Linked DNA regions of Ovis aries: region 1 is linked to region 2. The links are chromatin contacts, called in public Hi-C maps. All regions are on one chromosome and are shown on one strand. Each heading gives the region's core, a stretch centred on a gene start, on an enhancer-like site or on the middle of the called end of the contact. The rest is flanking DNA. Distances are from core to core; before and after follow the strand shown. Region 1 overlaps KMT2E (lysine methyltransferase 2E (inactive)). Region 2 overlaps LOC114114509.

Region 1 (6,966 bases), core at 3,372-5,871, 110 kb after region 2:
GCAAACTGCCTTACATAAAACCATGGAAACAACTACACATGACAGGACTGATTCTAACAGCCAACTGGAATCTGCTCACTCGGGTCGGGGCCCACTGTATTCTTCCTGGGTAAAGAGTCCTGAGAGAACAGGCGTTAACTTCTCAGTAAATTCCAACTTGAGGGACCTGACACCCTCGCATCAGTTGGAGGTTGGAGGCGGCTTCCGAATAAGTGAGTCAAAGTGCCTGATGCAGGATGATACTAGAGGCATGTTTATGGAAACACCCGTGTTTTGTACTTCAGAAGATGGGCTTGTATCTGGTTTCGGACGGACGGTTAATGACAATTTGATCGACGGAAGTTGCACACCCCAGAATCCACCACAAAAGAAAAAGGTTACAAATTTAACAATTTATAGTCCTTTTAATAGTGTTTCATTCATACTACTACTGAGGGTAATTAATAGCTATGTATTATGTAAGGCATTCATACTTTATTCATATTATTGATGTGTGCATTTTTAAATCTTTTGTCAGTGCCCCATTGACTAGATACTGTTTGCAGAGAACTGAATTATTATAAGGACCATGGTTTCAGAGATCAAAAACTCAAGGTGGTTACTTCACTTTGAGTAACTTTTAAAAATAACCACTCCCCAACCAAATAAATGGAACTGAGTACTATGTCTTCTTGGTGGTTTCGTCGCTAAGTCGTGTCTGACTCTTGGGACCTCATGGACTGTAGCCTGCCAGGCTCCTCTGTCCATGGGATTCTCCAGGCAAGAATATTGGAGTGGGTTGCTGTTTCCTTCTCCAGGGGATCTTCCCGACCCAGGGATTGAACCCCGGTCTCCTGCACTGCAGGCAGATTGTTTTACCCACTGAGCTATGAGGGAAGCCCCATTTGTGTTATTACCCTTATTTTACATAGAACATGAGGCCCAAAATGGAAGAAATGGCCTCTTTCCTCATCAGTAATATCTATAGTATTTTTAAGCCATGGATATAAAAGTATTTTGAAAAGTATTGTACTAAGAGATATAAGTATTGTGATTTACCACCATTATTTGGTTGGCAGACATACTGAAACAATAAGAATGCCTTATTTCAGAGCAGTGGGAGAAACTACAACACGTATTTATTTGTTAATAGGCTTATTGCTTTTCAAGTCAAAGAATTTTAGTGATGTGTGCTTTTAATTTTTATAACAGAGTCCAGTTGGCAACTTTGTGGGAAGCAATATAGTATAGTGGAAAGAGCACGGGCTTTCAAGTAAGACCTAGGTTCGAATCCCGGCTCCAACACTCACCAGCTGTGTGACCTTGAGTGAGTGAGTTACTCAATTTCCTCATCTGTAAAATGGGGATGATAATATATACCTATTTCATAGGGTTGTTGTGAGGCTTAAATGACATAATGTATGTAAAATCATCTAAATACAATGCCTGGCATAAAGTAGGCATTTGCTAATTGTTTATTATTGTTATTTGTTCGGAATCAAATTATTTTACATAATTTTCCTAATGTAAATATAATAATTCTCTTTAGAAAAAAGAATAGATTGTTTCTGACATTTAAAACAAGAATAAAAGATGCGCTTTTCCTTATCTTTCTTGCTTAAGGTTTCTCTATTAGAATATCGGAAGAGACAACGAGAAGCTAGGAAAAGTGGCTCTAAGACAGAACACTTTGCGCTGGTTAGTGTATCACCTCACACAAGTGGAAACTTGAGCAGCAGCAGTGCTGATGGGTGTGCCCACAGGAGTGAAAATGGGGAGCAGGTAGAAAGCGCCGCTAGCCTACCTTTACCAACACCAGCTACAGTTTATCATGCTACTTCGGAAGAAACCAGCAATAACGGTACTGTTAAGGAAGCGTCTGCCAGTGAAAAGAATGAACCAGAAGTTCAATGGTAAGCTGCCTGTTTGAAAAAAAACAAAACACAGACCTAATTGGTAACTTTAGAACTACAAACAAACAGTATACCTTCTTATGAAAGTAGTCTTTGTTATTTTATCTCCCAGTCAGTATCTTGGCTCATTCTGAATAGGGCTATACCTGTAAAGATTTGAACTATGCTATTCTGCTAAACGACAGATTTTTGTTTGTTGTTGTTCTCCTAAGGCTAAGCAGATAGCGGTTTGTAATATTAATTTTGACAGATCCTTTTTGCTGATAAGGTTTTAACCAAGATATTTATTTGTCTGTGTCGTTAAAGGTTCATTGTATCTACTCCTTGATAATTTTCACATTTTTCAAACAAATACTCCTTTCCAAAGAACCTTTATCATAGCATCTCATGATTTGTTTACCACCCTTATCATTACCTTGAAACAACAATCATGTTTAGTGTTTCTTCAAAAGGAATAGAAGCAGCTGGCTAGTGAGGGTCTTGGCAAAGGGCAGAAGGCCACGTGCATTTTACATCTTGGTCCTCTTACCTCTGAGCTTCCTGCTAGCCTTATAATCCAGATACAAGGTAAATCTGTAAGGGGTATATTTGGTCCCTTTGGTAATTTGAAGTGATGGTCTGAATGTTAACATGCTACATGCTACGCTTCAACAAGCCCCTCTTCACCAAGAACTTGCTTAAGACAAAGGAATGGAGTCTGCTTGAGTTCTTCAAATTACTGATAAAAATCTCAGTCTGGGGGGAGGTGTTGGGGGTACTGTTTTCAAAACTTAACACCAAAGTATTTCCCTTAAAGAGCCTAAGCCTTTATACCTGGGAGGATATGTTGACCATCAAGTGGCAAAAAATGATCTAGCCAGCAATAACTTTTAAACTGATGATATGACTTGATTTTACAGGACAGCCTCAACTTCAGTGGAGCAAGTGAGAGAGAGGAGTTATCAGAGAGCTCTGCTGCTCAGTGATCACCGAAAAGATAAAGACAGTGGTAAGTGAGCTTGTTCCTTTGCCAAAGAGTGGAGGCAGCTAACCCCCCTGCGCTCGTCCTCTGCATTCCTAATGTTCTCTCCGGGTCTGCTTCTGCTTCGTCTCTAGGGGCAGAGTCACCATGTGTCCCATGTTCACCGAATCATGTTCCGTCTTCTCCTTCATCTCATTCAAATCACATTCCCCAGTTGCAACCCAAGGGCCCAGTCCCTTCTTTCAGTGAACTTACAGAAGGTCAGTAAGCAGATGACCTGTCATGGTGGTGGTTTTAAATACCTTTTGAAAGCATAAAGGAGAGAGCCTTTCTAGATGCTGGTTTGAATTAATGGAATGTACATTGAAGTATTAGTAAAAGGAAATATTTATCATGTAATTTTACATTTTCTGTGATTCCTTATGCTTTACAGATCCTGATCCTGAAAATCTAGAACCCACAACTACAAATGAATGCCCATCCCCAGATACTTCCCAAAATACTTGTAAAAGTCCTTCAAAAATAAGCAAGGTAATAACATTGACCTTTGAACGTGGCCATTCTGAAAAGTGGATGGTAAAGCGCACCTGGAGATTTTTCTGCTGTACCCAAGTATCAGTTTGTGATTTCTGGACATTTTTCCTGTTAAAGTTCCAACGTGGTAAACATACTTCAGCAGCTTACGTTTGCTTCAGTAGCTCACCCCCCTTCCTTATGCTAGTGTCTAGGAAATTTAGAGTCTGTTCATGAAATATTTGACCAGTCAATTAATTCTCTAAAAACAAAAGGTCAGATGACATTCATTTGAAAGAAATGCTACCTCTGTCCTGGATCATGAATACATGATAACCTAATGGGGCATTATCTTTGCAAACTAATAGTGAGGCAATCTGATTTTTTCTTTCTCCTTAAAGAACATTATTATATATTCACATACTCTCATACTTGGATTATCTGTATTTGAACATTGAAAAGGTATTATGAATGAAAACAGTTGGGGGTGGGGAGCAAGTTTATCAACCCCAAGCAGATTTGTCATTATTTTGAATATAGAAATTTAAATTACAGAATTGAAACTTGCCTCAAGTGTTTAAGGTACTTAGGGGGAAAAATGGAGATTAATTTCCTTAATTTGTGTTCAATGAAAATTTGGGGAATTCAGTTGAAGCTTATTAGCAGAACTTGTTGACCTACTTAAAAAATTGGCTTTTTAGTATCTGAAACCTCTGAAGTTGTCTACAGACCTATCCTATTCCCTGCCCCTTTTAAAATGAATAATATAAACATTCATTATATTAAATATATAAAATGAATGTTATAACAACAACAAACTTCAATGTATACAGAATGTTTCATAACTTTATATAATTTGTTTTCTTTACATAGCCTGGTTCACCTGGACCTGTAATTCCTGTTCAGCCACATGGGAAAATACTTACAAAACCAGATTCCCATTGGGAGGGAACAGTTATTGTATCAGAAGCTGAGAATGGTGTCCACCTGAAAACAGAACTCCATCAAAAACAGCTGTCAAATAACCCCCAAGCACTTTCAAAGAACCATCCTCCACAGCCACTCGTTCGCTGTTCATCTGAGCAACTCTCACAAAAGCTGCCTTCTGCACCCATGAAGTTGCACTGTCCTCCGTCACCTCACATAGAAAATCCTCCAAAGTCATCAACGCCTCACACGCCTGTACAGCATGGCTATCTCTCACCAAAGCCTCCTACACAGCAGTTAGGCTCTCCCTACAGGCCTCACCATTCACAGTCACCTCAAGTTGGAACACCTCAGCGAGAGCCTCCAAGAAATTTTTACCCAGCCGCACAGAACCTTCAAGCCAGTACTCAGCAGGCAACTTCTGGAGCATTATTTACACAAACACCCTCAGGACAATCTTCAGCAACATACAGTCAGTTTAATCAGACAAGTCTGAGCAGCACGGCTCCACCCCCTCCACCCCCTCCACCCCCTTCTTCGTCTTATTATCAAAACCAGCAGCCCTCTGCAAACTTTCAGAATTATAATCAGCTTAAAGGTAGTCTTTCCCAACAAACTGTGTTTACATCAGGACCAAATCAAGCACTTCCTGGCGCCACAAGCCAGCAGACAGTTCCAGGACACCACGTTACTCCAGGGCACTTTCTGCCTTCTCAGAACCCTGCTGTTCACCATCAGCCGTCTGCTGCTGTGGTCCCACCCCCTCCTCCACCACCGCCTGCTCCAGGACCACACCTTGCACAACAGCCAAGCCCCCATCAGCCACACTCAGTAGCACATGTGGTGGGGCCTGTTCACGCCGTCACCCCTGGCTCGCATATTCATTCTCAAACTGCTGGACACCATTTGCCACCACCCCCTCCACCTCCTGGCCCTGCCCCTCATCACCATCCACCGCCCCACCCTCCCACAGGACTCCAGGGTCTACAAGCACAACACCAGCACGTGGTGAATTCAGCCCCTCCGCCTCCCCCTCCGCCTCCACCTTCCAGTGTTCTGGCTTCTGGGCATCACACCGCGGCAGCTCAAGCCTTACACCATCCATCTCATCAAGGACCTCCACTTTTTCCTTCAAGTGCTCATCCAGCTGTACCACCGTATCCTTCGCAAGCTACACATCACACCACTCTGGGACTGGGACCCCAACACCAGCCTTCTGGAACAGGGCCACATTGCCCATTACCAGTTGCAGGTCCTCATCTCCAGCCCCAAGGACCAAACAGTATTCCGACACCTACCGCTTCAGGGTTCTGTCCTCATCCTGGCTCTGTGGCCCTGCCACATGGGGTCCAAGGACCTCAGCAGGCATCTCCAGTGCCTGGACAGATTCCAATTCACAGAGCACAGGTGCCACCAACATTTCAGAACAATTACCATGGTTCGGGGTGGCATTAAAACAGACTTCAAAAACATTTTTTAAAATGTTCTGTAAGATAAACTGTATATTTCATATGTACCAGTTATGGTACTTTTTAAAGCTTGTACATGAAACTTTGTATAAAAAAAGAAAAAACACCAGTGCTCTTTCATTGTATTTTTCCCATTTTTGCTTTTTAAAATTCCTTAAAAAATGTGCTGTTAAGCCAGTGTTAGTAGCTTTTATTTTGTAAGTGAACATTCCAGCTGTTTTTCTGGCAGTAGATTTGATGCTACATGATCTTTAAATTTTATTGTTGCAATTAAAATTCATTTAGTGAATGTTTTCTATATTATTTTATACATATGCATTAACCACACAGCTAAGTAATGGCAGTATGAGGATTTTCTTTCTATCAGCAGTTCTGTGAGTGCATCTTAGGTATAAAAAAATGCAATACAGATTTTTATAGTTTGCTGTGAACAGGGCTCATTTTGTTTTATCGGTTATTTGCAAGCAAAATGTAATTTAATGTATAAATGATTTTTAATGTCTCCTGACTGTAAATACTGCATTTCTTTTGCGTATATAATTGCTTACAGCTTTCTCATTTGATATATAGCATTGTACATATGACAAGTCTTTGCAAAACTATGTGATCTTTGTGAAAGTAGTACAGTATATGGCTTTTAATTTCTTTATTTTAAATATACTGTCACATTGAAGCACTGGTTGGGCATTTTAATTCATGTTAATAAACCACAATTATGTCAGTTTTACCAAATTGTCCTGAACAACTTCTGAGACTGGGGTCTGTTTAAGCGTTTTTTGTTTTTTTTCTTTACAAAGTTACCTTTTCCAGATAGTTTGTAAGGAGCCTTCCATTTTCTTTAGCAACTACTACCTCAGTTGAACTGGACTGCAGCAAGCGTCAGGAAGCAGTGAAGGCTTGTTCCTGTAATGTTCCTACATGTGATTTCGCAGGAGCAAGAGCCATAAGAAACTACCATGCTACATAAATGCTGCAAACATTCAGTTATCTGACATCATACGAAAGGGATCCATTTCATTAAAGCAGTACACGATTCAATTGTAGACTACTTTACAACCTTTTGAAAATACAGAGTCTCTCACCTAAAAACAGGAATATCTCACTTGGACATGTTAGCACATGACTGAAATGTCCTCTTGATGAATCAAAACTAGGTGAAAACCTTAACGCAATATTGTCTAGCTATAGTATTTAAAAGACTAGT
Region 2 (7,219 bases), core at 2,380-4,879:
TTCACTGGGATCCTAACAAAGAGGTTAAGGTGTAAACCTGGAGGAAGTTTTTAAGGACTAGAGGGAGTTGGGAGTGAGGGGAAGATGGGAGAAAAGGTAAAAGACAGGAAAAGCAATTACATGATCATATAGTTGTCCCAGGCAAATGAGCACATATGTTGGGGAGGCCTGGCTGCTGAATGTGGTTTCAATAGCCAAGACCCTGCCTTTGATTCTGCAGCATGGCTTCCAGTGAGAGAGCTCATTGGCCGGTGTGGGGTGACCAGGCTTATCTGATTGTGAACACCTCTCCCCATCATCGGGTTTATTTTATATGCTTGCATGGCCGGATCTGTGTTTCCAGGTGAAAGGCTTAGGGTGTGCAGTGTATTCCCTCAAGGGTAAATCAAAGCAGCTGCAATCTTCTGCCAGGAAAGAACTTACTGCCCCAGCTTGGAGGTTCAGTGGACGATGAGTGAAAAAAGCTTTCTGGAATAGAAAATGAGATACCTAGCTGACTCGAGTTGGAAGTGTGGCTCTGACATTTATCTGGGTGACCTAGAGCATATTTTCTCTTCTGGAAAATGGGGATAATATCCTTTGCCTAACTAGATTGTGGTTTTGAGAGTTAGAAATAATGTACAGTGCCTGTAAGTTATATACCCTTTAAGAAATAGGGATGCAGATATCCACCACACTTCCAGACTTCAGAATTGGCATGAATTGACTCAGTAAGATGGGATCAGAGAGGAGAATCACATCTAAGCTTTTATTCTATTTTTTAAGCTACTCATTAGCATTCTTCACATTCTCCAACTAGCAGAGCATGATGAGTCAAGATCAATTACTGTCTTTAAGTATGTTTAGTACTGACTGATCCATTAAGTGTAAAAGAAAGATAGCCAGCGATTATTGTTCTTAGTATGTGCAGGGCATTCATGTTAGCATTCTTATGATTATCATCCTCATTTTACAGATGAGGAAACTGAAGTGCAGAGATTAAGGAACTAGTTAGTACAAGGTCACAGTCTAGTGAGTGTCATGACTAGGAAATAACGTGTAGATAGAGGGGTATCAGTCTTGGCAGATGTCGGAAAAAATCAAGATCAGCCACACTGAGAAGGTAAATTTAAATTTTATTCTCTTCCAGTTAACAGCTCATCAAAGATAAACTATGCTTTTGTCATTTAAAAATTGCACTAGAGGGCGCCAAATACACAACTGTGACTCTAGAACTGTTTTGCTAATATAGTTCCCATAGTGTAACAAAACATACAATCAGTAAAGATTCAAGCCAGAAGCCTATCCCAGAAAGAGTATGATGCAGTTTAGGACAATCAAACAGCTTTATTTCTAGCCCCGCAATTAAAAGAAAGGAAAAATCCTCGTGCTTTATATTCAGCAATTTATAATTTGTTTCTACCTGAGACTGATTGTTATTTAAAGTGCCTTTCAGCTGGGTTTTCAAATTTCTCTTTGCGAGGTGAGTGGTGAAGAGTAACCTGGAAAAGGGTAGGGTAATCTGGATGAAAATAAATTTAAAAAAATTAAACACTGAGTTTTTTTTTTTAATTTATTTAGCAAAGTAAATCATGCATTAAAAAAAAAAAAGAAAACAAATACCCCACCTTACATCCAAGAGCTTAAAATTAAAAGGAACACCACCCCGTTCTTAACCTTAAGAGGCAACATCTTTGAGGTAACTCCAGATTCCTAAATAATGTTTGTTTCTATTTCTTGATTTATCAAACTGACATTATTTATCTTTATGGGCTTTCCAGGTGGTGCCAGTGGTAAAGAACCTGCCTGCCAATGCAGGTAAAGGTAACAGATGCAGGTTCGATTCCTGGGTTAGAAAGATCTGGAGGAGGGCACAGCAACCCACCCCAGTTTACAAAATAACTTTTATTTCTCCATATTAAGAGAGGAATAACTCAGCATTGCAGAACATTTAATTTTTTTTACAATAATGAGATTACTTTGAATATGGGATTTCATCAAATTATACATGATGCTCATCTTTCCATGTCATTAAGCATTGAAAATGTCATTTAAAAGAAACTGTAGTGTAACTTACATAAAAAATTTTCTAAAGTATAAGGAACCTCCACCTCTTTAACCAGTGTGATGACAAGATCATCTCACTGCACAGTAGAAACTGTGATATTTGAAGATCTTGTCTTAGTTATGCAGCAGTGAGAATAGTGTCTGAAGGGGCAAGGACTTAAGAGTCCTGCTGGGAATGCAGAAATCAATCAAAACAAGTCAACAACTCAGCCTAGAAAAGTTCTAATTACTCCTCAACATCTCAAGATCAAATGGATCATGAATGAATTAGTCACAAGTTTGGAGTTTCTCAGTTTTTTGGTGGAAAATAATTTTTTAATGCTTAGTTCTCTTATAATTTCCTTGTAAATTATCACAAGCAGCACAGAAAACTGCTAGCGTCATTAGTGCAACTAACAAAAAATCTAGCATCTTTGTTTAGATCTTTTTTCACCACCCCATCTCCAATCTACCTGGCTCCAAATGGTAGGGGGTACGGGTTGGTAAGTATTATGGTTTGTTGTTAGTTAGCAGCCTAAAATGTACTTGGGAGGAAGCCTATCTACTACTACTACTACTACTACATTTTTCCTCTGAAATAAAAACAGAACGGTGCTACAATCATACCAAACCTAGGCTTGTCTACCATCCCTACAAAATACTCATCCAGTACTAAGCTCTGCAATAATGGTCAAGTTGAATACGAACAGAAACTTCTTCAGAACCAGGAGCTTGAAAGGATGCCTGGGAGCTGGTAACATACTAAGAAACACCAGCTTTTTCAGATGGGAGGAGGCCATTCCTATGGGGACGGGGAGAAGCCTTACCTAACACAACCAACATAATTTGAACAAATAGATGGTCGATAATTATTTTATACATTTCCTTATTTTTAGTTAGCCTTTATGCTAGATACAACTCTATGCCCCGTATGCTAAGGGGTTTGTATGCTTTTATCTCATTTGATCCATCAACAAATGAATCAGCGACATTCATCTTTTAAATCTGGACACAGCTTGTAAGCAGTGTCACGGGACTCAGAATTCAAATACAGATTCTTCCCATGGCACGGACATTATCGTTCTGGCCTCCTCTAGCAGAGCATAATCAACAGTCATTGCCACTCGGCACGTAGGACAATGGACAGACTGACCCCCCGCTACCAGTATTTCCGAAGATGGTGGGTGCAGCCAGGTTCACTGAGCTGTGTGCACCGCGGCAAGTTGTAAGGTACATTATATACTTTTGGGAAGGAATGAGAAGCTGACCTTAAAGTGCGTCAACTAGGACACTGAACACCGAGAAGGCTAAAACTCTGGACTAGAGGGCCCCAGGAAACGCTGGGCGGAAGTGGGCTCGGCCGAGGAGGAAATGCGTTTTTGAGGCTCCTCCGAGACGACGCGGGCGGGGCGGCAGCTCCAGCCGGGCAGCGGTTGCGCAGCCTGCCCTCTCCTCCTGCGACCCCCTGGAACTGCTGGCTGCCGGCAGCCTCGACCGAAGGGCGGCGGGCCTCTGGAAACGCGAGAGCCGCTTTCCGGGGCCAACCCCTCCCTCTCCCCCGCTGCGAGAGCGGCGCCCCTGTGACGCTCACAGCGGCCCGGCTACGCCCCTCTCGGCGCTGGCCAGCCGGCTGCCTCGACGAGAGCGCCGGGCTCCAGGCGCCGACTCGCTCGGGCCGGTGGTCAAGCCATGAGCTTGCTGTATCTGCTGCGCAGCCACCCACAGTTCCCTCTTCCAAACGGGGAGCCAATGTTTGGACGGCTGGGTAGAGTTCACGAGGGCAAATTCCATCCCAACAGGAGCGAGGGAGTTCTGAATGAAGAGAAAGGGGATCTTGGGTGTGTCCACTGTTTATGATTAAGCCCGTTTATCAGATATACAGTGAAAAGGCCTATTTCCACAAAAGGCCAAAACTGGACGACAGAACCTCTCCTTCCTCTTGATTGGCCCGACTTTGAAGAGGGTTAACCTCCATTAGCATTTCCGCTAGTTTCTCCAAGGACTGTTGAGGGAAGAGGCTGTTCTAAGCTAGAACGGGGTGCTGGGCTAACAGTAGCTTAAGGCCTCATTACTAACCAGGAGTCCGGGGACGGCCCTGAGAGTCGTGTGTGCACTCTAATGTACATTTACAGCATGCTGAGAATTTTTAGGCTTCCCTGGTGGCTCAGATAGTAAAGAATCTGCCTGCAGTGCCGAAGACCAGGATTCAATCCCTGGGTTGGAAAGACCCTGGAGAATCCCATGGACAGAGAAGCCTGGCAGGCTACATACAGTCCATGGGGTCGCAGAGAGTCTTAACACGACTGCGCGACTACCACTTCACTTCATGGGGCTGTCAAAAGGTCATGGCAAAAAATTAGTTAGAAATCTGCGTATTTGGGATCTAGGGGAGTATCTCTGGAAGAAACTGATGTTAAAGGTCATTTAAACTTATTTTCTGGGAGCTTGAAACAATCTTAGCCCAAATAATCTGGTTCCATGAAACGCCGTGAGAGGATTCTGATGAACTACTTTAATCCACACTCTGGAGGTGTTTTGAAGCTGTATTTGCTATGTACAAAGATCTTGCATCTTGCACCTGAATTCCCCTTGACTATTTTCCAGTTAATGGTTGGGTTCACAGATTACAAATGTAACTGTAAAGTTTTTTTTTAAGCCTACCAAAGGTTAGCAATAGCAGATTGTTTACGGTGAACCTACTGTGCAGACAAGTAACTTCCTTTTAGATACCAATTTTCTTAAAGATTGCTAATCTCCTTGTTATAATATTTAAATTCATTTGGCCAGGCAAAATCCTTCTCTCCTGCCTCCACAACTAATCTTTCAAAGTGTTTTCATTATTCTCTGACATCTTCATTGAAATTTAGTATCTCAAAAAAGGTTAAATTTTCTCGAGTATACCTTTTCAAAATACAGGACTGATTTGATTTTAACTTGGTAGTTTGTCAAAAACAGACACCACAGTTAATTCTGCTATAGGTTGACCCAGAACCCCCATTTTAAGAACTACCGCTGCTGCTAGGTTGCTTCAGTCGTATCTGATGCTGTATGACCCCAAAGATGGCAGCCCATCAGGCTACCCCATCCCTGGGATTCTCCAGGCGACAACAGTGGAGTGGGTTGCCATTGCCTTCTTGGGAACTACGGGCTTAAAAGCAAATATATCATGGTTGCTTGGAATCATTTCTCTGGTTAGTCTCAAGCCCTCCATATTTTATACAATCAGGTAGAAAATACCTATGGAGGCATGACAATCACCAAACGAGTAATTTATGCAAAAGTGCAAATTTGCTTTGGAATTCTTGAAGTTCTGTCCTATTATAGGAAAGGAAAACACAGCCAAATAAAATGTGCTGGATGGAAATGTGGCCTTTTTATAGAAAAACCAGTTTGTGCAAATGCTGTTATTTCCTCAAGATGTTTTAGACTCAGAGACAATGTATGCTAAGTTTATTAAACCAGTTTAAGCTCTCTTTCACCTATTTATGATTAAAATGTACAACTCTTTATTACCTTGTTTATTGCCGACCAAGGGCCTGGGGTTGAGGGAAAGCACTGAAGTGAACCAAGCCTTTGCAGGCCAAGGACCCGAATCAAGTTGTGAAATAAAAGACCCTGTACTGCAGTCACACCTTGCCAAATACTTGGTAAAATTAGTTAGCTAAATCCAGTGAGACACTTCTCAAAGATATCAGACAGATGCTGCTGCTTTTATAGCCGGGTCCATCTGTGACAAGCAGCTACAGCGTTCTTGATACTACCAGTCCTCAACCCAGTGGGACCTTGCACCAAGATCAGTGCCACAAGGTAGAACTTGCAATCTGATCGTATTTGCTACTTCCTAAACAAGTACAAGAATATACTTGCTAAGTTTGTATATTGCTGACAAGTGCTAAATTGTTCTGCAAAATGAAAGATGACTTAGAGGAAGACATTTTTAGAAAGACAGGGCACCTGGAAAATAAGCAGCAAAAAAAAAAAAAAAAAAAAGCAAGCTTAGGAGAAACACTATGGTACTGTACACATTAAAATTTAAGATAACAGACCTCATGTATTTTACCACAGTTAGAAGAAAATCTTATAGGGTAATTTTCGCAGTTTAAACTCCTTACTCAGTACCCCCTGTGAAACTGTCAGTAAAGTATATATTATGTATTAATGCCTCATGAAGTAAATTAAATTCTCTAACTGGTGAGTGTGATTAAGTGCACAGTTCTGTTTTAAATTTTAATATGTCAAAGGCTGCCCAAGGAAGGCAACTACACATAGGATGTACATGAATTGGTGACCAATTTTTAGGTTCAATATAGCTTTGTTAATTGCTTTATAAAATGCCAACACCTCACTGAAGAGTCCATCATTTCAAAAGAAAATCTTGACAATGCTTATTAAACTTCAATTAACTTTATTAGTAGTCTGTCAAGTAATGAAGTATTCATAGTAATCTGTGGTTCTACTGCACTAAAACTTTCACTTGGTCAGTGCCATATTTGAAGGTTATTTTCCTAGTGAGGAGACAAATAATTGTTTTCCATTTATTAATGTCATCTGTCCCATTAATTAATTATTTTTGAATACTGAGCATGATTCAGGCCCTGACTCACAATTTCCTTAACGCATTAGCTTGTTTCTCTTGAAAATACAGCACTATACTTCCCTGGTGGCTCAGCGGTAAAGACTCTGCCTGCAATGAAGGAGATGCAGGTTCGATCCCTGGGGCGGGAAGATCCCCTGGAGAAGGAAATGGCAACCCATTCCAGTGTTCTTCCCTGGGAAATCCCATGGACAGAGGAGCCTGGTGTGCTAGTCCACAGGGTTGCAACAGAGTCAGACACGACTGAGTGACTGAACAACATGGTGCTTCAGAGAGTGCTGCTGTATGACCACCTATGTAGCACTCAGCAGAGGACTAAGTAAAACCCCTACCCCTACAAAAGTAGTATGTACTATATGTGCATACCTCCTATATTTTCTTCCTATATGTCACCAAGATATAGGGTATAGAGCATTATACTAATAGCTTAAATATATTAAGAACATTTTTTACATGTTATTACAAATTCATTTTAATCACAGCATATTATTCCATCTACTGGCTCAGACATAGGGTATATAATTATTTGCCTATTCCTTAGCCATTTATTGGTATGTGTAGTCTGACCTCCTGGCTAACCTGGCTTCCTTTCCTGTGTAC

The links. Hi-C and Micro-C count contacts between places; a contact is called where the count stands out from the background.
Region 1: a contact with region 2 is called in a Hi-C map of liver, with 2.3 times the contacts expected there. The contact joins two enhancer-like sites. A contact is called at or near these places in 3 of 16 Hi-C or Micro-C datasets (blood, liver and muscle).

The regions. Positions count from the first base shown.
Region 1 is chr4:47,791,815-47,798,780 of ARS-UI_Ramb_v3.0, forward strand. KMT2E (lysine methyltransferase 2E (inactive)) reads left to right here. Exons shown (of 25, transcript XM_060414670.1): 21 at 1-376; 22 at 1,603-1,892; 23 at 2,792-2,880; 24 at 3,287-3,384; 25 at 4,240-6,489. The coding sequence ends at 5,748. Among named protein-coding and RNA genes, the nearest start is that of KMT2E, 90 kb to the left of the region's middle. Within about 2 kb of position 4,622, at least 17 of the 54 cell types and tissues checked have an H3K27ac peak or open chromatin away from gene starts, as enhancers often do. A contact at or near this core is called in liver, where this site is marked.
Region 2 is chr4:47,681,527-47,688,745 of ARS-UI_Ramb_v3.0, forward strand. The region is part of intron 2 of LOC114114509; the gene reads right to left. Among named protein-coding and RNA genes, the nearest start is that of KMT2E, 20 kb to the right of the region's middle. Within about 2 kb of position 3,630, at least 45 of the 54 cell types and tissues checked have an H3K27ac peak or open chromatin away from gene starts, as enhancers often do. A contact at or near this core is called in liver, where this site is marked.